2 separate regions of the Danio rerio genome follow, and region 1 is linked to region 2. The links are chromatin contacts, called in public Hi-C maps. All regions are on one chromosome and are shown on one strand. The core of a region is the stretch at or near the end of the contact, and the rest is flanking DNA. Distances in the headings are between cores, read along the strand shown. Region 1 holds the start of pja2 (praja ring finger ubiquitin ligase 2). Region 2 holds the start of ppm1db (protein phosphatase, Mg2+/Mn2+ dependent, 1Db).

Region 1 (2,747 bases), core at 162-2,661, 220 kb after region 2:
GAAAACAAAACCTTCGTTGCAGCACATTTAAAAACGACCCCGTCTTCAAACAATTATTCTTCTTCCACTTGTTTTGGCAACACAACATGTCATCTCTCTGCCGTCTGAACACTGTAACAAGTCTTCGAAGCTATCATGCATATTAATGAAGTCGCACCACATTCACAATAGAGCGCGCTGATTAATTTGAAGTCTTTCTCTTGAATTAATGCTGCACACTCAGAGACTACACAATGTACTCGCCGGTACAGACATGCAGTCTCCACGCTGGAATACACACAAGGATCGCAGCGCAGTGACGCAGCTCCAAAAATTCGATTCAAACCAGAAGAACAAAGTTGCTCTAAATAATGTAAAATAACCAATTGTGTCCTAATAGTGTTTTTAGCAGCATGGGACACATAAATGACTGTCAACATCTCAAAATATGTGTTTTGGTGTTTTGTGACCCTTTAAACATTTTAATAATTCTCTCACGTATTTGTTAACAAAACTGGGAATCCTTGGCCCGTGTTTGCTCCTATAGACCTTTCTTGGATGCTGCTATTGTAGCAAATCATAATTACAATGACCTGACATCACCTGTTTCAAATCACATCATTATTTAACCAATTAACCTGATTACTAGCCCATAACTGCTCCTATCCCAACTTTTTTGGGAAATGTGTTGCAGGTCTGAATGAAAGAAAAATATGTATATTTACAAATCAAATTACGGCGACCAGACAAAACATGAAATATTTTGTGTTCATATTTGTTGCAATGAAATACAAATCAGAGTAACTTTAAAAATCAAAGCTTTCTTTTCAAATTTTTGTTTTTAATACTGTCCCAACTTTTCCTGATTTGGGGTTGTAGTTTTAGTAGTTTATTTAATATAAGAATTGATCTATAATGACGAATATGCCTTTAGTTATTGTTAGTGAAATTAATTTCATAATCTGAAATTTGATAAATGAATAATTAGATATTAAGATGAAAAATATTGATATTTATTATGTAACATGTTTGGTTGTATCTTTAGATTTATAATGTTGTTATAATTTTGAAAAAATGCTGTACATTACCTGTTTTTTTAAGTAAGTCCTTGGTATGCAGACATTAATTTAATAATTTATGAAGTACCTTGTAAATGTTGCATTGGAAATCAATGCCTTCTCGGTTTCATACAATTAATTAAACCTCGAACTAGCATTTCCAGTGTCAGTCCAAACACTTCTTTAATCTAATGTCTTATCCTATCATAAACTATCCTGTAAAATCCCACCTCATCCTGTCTCCGTCTGCTTTCTCTCTCCCAGGTGGGCTTTAAATTGCACACGTGGTGTTGCAGTTGGTTTACAGCTGCCTTCCTGCACCCGATTATAATACGGGCAATGATGCTCACAGCTGATTGGCGCGCACACGTCACGTGACTCTTAAGTTTCGTGGTGACGTTCGTAGAGTTAGTTGTGACACGGGAGGCATTCAGGAACACAGGTACAGTCTTTTATCAGACGACACTTTTCATGATCTAACGCTCTATTTGAGGTTTCTGCGTGAAATTGGAGGAATTAACCCGTTGATAGGCATTAAAATCCACGCCCTGGAGGCAGCAGCTTTTGTCGACAAACAGTTAGCTTGTTAGCTGCGCTAAACTTGTCTCAGGGCCCGCAGTCGATTGGTTTGATCCAGATGATATGTGTCACAAGATTTGCGTGGTTCTTTAGATAGTAAACAAATTTCTGCGACTGTATTTTGTGTTAATTATAGCTGTTTGCTTTTCGGTAATGTGACAAGCGATATGATGTGTCAAGCACCATAAGTGCGTAATATTGACGGATGTAATGGTTTTGCTGCATATTCCATTGACAACATTAATATGACATAGTGTAATATGCTGGACTGTGCTAAAGAACTGCTGTCATAGTATTCTGTTAAACACTAATGTGATCTGTCATAGGTTAGAAAGCTTTAATTCTGCCTAATCCTGGTTCTAGAGTAACACTGCATTGCACAATGGGGTATTTCCTACGTTTTACATCCATTATTCATTAGTAGTACCCCAAAACCTGAACTGCATTCATTTTTATAAAGATTTCGAACTGACCTTTTAAAATAAGCAGCATTTTCTGCATCAGAATGGAAAATCATAACTATAACATGTAGGTATTTGTAAGATTGAGGTGAAATTGGTATTATATTTACACATTCTGACTTTCTCCTTAATAATATAATTTCAGAAAAGTGTTCTTTACAATTTTTACATTGTGAAATCATATTAGCAGCAAATGACCATCAAAGTACAATTTGAATTAAGTGCACATGTTAACATGTGAGGATGAAGTTTGTGATGTATTAAATGTCAAATCATGGTGTATTTCCTTTAGGGCTGTACAATATTAAGATATATAAAATACCAAATGCTAAATAATGCAGTGATCAATATGATAAAAATGTCTTTTTAAAATTGTAACCAAAATAACCTTATATTATTTTAGGGTTAGGAAAGCATCAATTCAACTTCTGAAATGAGCCTATTTTAACTGTTACAGAAAACAAATTAGACAATTTAACAATGTAAATAAAATTTATTAAATGAATAAATAAAATATCACTGCCAATTTGCTCCACTGGTACAGTATAGTTTCATCAAAATGAAAACATGTACAACAATCAGAAAAACAAAAGCACTTGAACTGAGTCAAGTTACTTCTGTAACGATTTCTCAACATGGCTCGATTGCTTGGTCATATTTCTGCATACAT
Region 2 (2,700 bases), core at 126-2,625:
AGATTCACATATTAATAAAAAATGTTATGATAGCTGTTTTAACATTAAGTTATGAATATGATTGAATAGCCTCTTGTTACAGTTATGAAATAGTTTGTCAACAAGGAGGAAATGTTCATGAGCCAATGACAAAACCACATTGAAATGGTTTATATGGGCAATTATTCAACTACTACTGTACAATAATTATACACATGTCAATGAAATAAATTAGTCCCTTAGGACCAAATGCTGAATTGTCCACCTGTCAAACTAAAACATTTTACATTAATTTGGTTAAGAGCTTATTAGAAAATAAATGAACTGAATGTGTATATTAAATAGAGCATGGACTCATTAATTGTGAACACGTTTTAAATGTGTGATAAGAACTTTTTAAATATTTGATTAAAAATTTGTGTGGTGATGGAAATGACAGGGTGTTGTGGAAATGCCAGTCAAAATGGTCCGCACATGCGCAGAACGATCCTTCTGATCGATTTTTTTTTCGTCTTTTCGGCAGTAAGTAGTTTGAGTGGCGCCCAATTTCAAAAAGGTCTACTAGCTTGACAGCTAATTTATGTAGTCGCAAACTCTATGTTATCATAATCCATCTTGCCTTAAAAGTGATACTAACATGCATGATTGCAGTCGCTATAACTTGCCTAAAGGTAAATTGCAGTGTCGAACATCATAACGTTAACCTAATCGGAGCTAATCACAATATCGGGAAACGTCACGTTGTTCACACGGGTGTATGGATACGAGTGTAATAGTGTTAAATTGACAAGAGTGTGATAATGTTGAATTGATATGCGTGTAATGGTGTTGAATTGACTTACGAAGCTTTTTCCACATCGCGTGATGACATGCGATAAAGCCCTTCCGAATTGCGGAACAAACCTTCCGGTAATCCTTAGACCAGAATCCCCGCTGCTTCTTGAGAAAATCCCAGAGGTGATCTCGAGCAAACATCGCAGCTTCTCGCCCTCCGTGTCCGTCAAATACGGCAAAAAAGGCGACCGATCTCCTGCTGTCCGCCGCCGCCGGTTGAGTCCCAGGCTCATCCGTACCGTCAGCCTCCTCGGTCGACAGCGGGTTTCTCCACGCTATCAGAACCGGTAAAGGATTGTTTGAGCAGTCCGGCGGTTCGCTATCAGAGACCGGCTCTTGGTCCGGCTTTGGATCAGCGTGTCCCGCCGCCTGCAACTCATCTTCGGTGGGTTCCAGCTCCACGATCACCTCCGTTAAATCCTCCATGTATTTCCTTCCTCCTTGTTCGGAGAAGACGCTCACTCGCAGCGATAGGTCGCAATTCATATCCATTCGGACCTTCCTTTAGTGCAAATCAACCTAAACTCTGCAAACGCGTTATTTAAACTGTTTTGGTTAACCTTAAAAACATTTATTTATCTGAGATCGTCTTTTGTTTATTTCCTAAGCTCCCAGTCCTTCCTTCCTTCGCAGACACACAGTGATGGATTCAGAAAGGTCACTAGCGCCATCTCTTGGGCAGGAGGTTCGTGTGCGACAGCCCGGAAGAACTCTCGGGAACTTGTCGATATCTTGCTTAATGTCCAATCCCACATGAAAAATACAACGTTTTTGAACCATACTGTAGTAAAGTCTACTGTAGTCTATGTATAATATTTACAAAACTTTATTAATGAATGCTAGCATACTGTACACTCACCGGTCACTTTACTAAGTACCCCTTAACGTTACTAGTATGGGGTTGGACCACTTCTGACTTCAAAACTGCTTTATCCTTCATGGTATAGATTTAACAAGGTACTGGAAATATTCCTCAGAGATTTTGGTCCATATTGACCATAGATATATACACTAGATGTCGCATACGTCAATAGAGCCGCCATTTTTGAACAGAGCTCCCAGGACAAATGTCATTCAACCGCACTAGTCAAGACAGTGCCAATGTGAAGATTCTGGACTTTAGCGCTGTCTACGGGTGTAGTAACGAGCAAACAAAGAAAACATAGCACACAGGCAGAATATTTCATAGGTAGGATTTAGTTTTTTATGTTTTTGTATGTTATGAACTTTTGTGCTAAACGGGTAACGTTATTGATGATGATAATACAGTCACTTACTGCATTCACCATAAGGCAAAGTAGCACAAACTTGCACTAAATACTAGGCTTTCATTTCAGCTAAGCAATACCCTGTACTAAAATGGCGGCTCTATTGACACATTCCTTTCAGTAGACAACAACAGGGTAGGCAACATCTCATGTCTATGCATATTGACATAATAGCATCGTGTAGTTGCTGCAGATTTGTCGGCTGCATATCCTTGATGTGAATCTCCCGATGATGCTACCACATCCCAAAGGTGCTCTATTGGATTGAACCCTGCTGACTGTGGAGGCCATTTGAGTACAGTGAACTCATTGTTATGTTCAAGAAATCAGTCTGAGATGATTCATGCTTTATGACATGGCGTGTTATCCTGCTGGAAGTAGCCATCAGAAGATGGGTACACTGTGGTCATAAAGGGATGGACATAGACAGCAACAGGTAGGCTGTGACACTGACGTTTGGCCCAAAGTGTGCTAAGAAAATATACCCCACACCATTACACCACCAGCCTGAACCATTGATACAAGGCAGGATGGATCCTTGTTTTTATGATGTTGACACCAAATTCTGACCCTGCCATCCGAATGTCACAATAGAAATTGAGACTCGTCAGACCAGGCA

The links. A called contact is a pair of places that touch in the nucleus more often than the background predicts.
Region 1: a contact with region 2 is called in a Hi-C map of an unstated tissue, with 2.7 times the contacts expected there. The contact joins the promoter of pja2 here to the promoter of ppm1db in region 2. A contact is called at or near these places in 2 of 18 Hi-C or Micro-C datasets (caudal fin and an unstated tissue).

Annotation. Positions count from the first base shown.
Region 1 is chr5:62,468,954-62,471,700 of GRCz12tu, forward strand. It overlaps pja2 (praja ring finger ubiquitin ligase 2), which reads left to right and starts at 1,412. Exons shown (of 9, transcript NM_001105116.2): 1 at 1,412-1,479.
Region 2 is chr5:62,249,399-62,252,098 of GRCz12tu, forward strand. ppm1db (protein phosphatase, Mg2+/Mn2+ dependent, 1Db) reads right to left here and starts at 1,376. Exons shown (of 6, transcript NM_001007340.1): 1 at 822-1,376. The coding sequence starts at 1,305. The region is part of intron 6 of si:ch211-127d4.3; the gene reads right to left.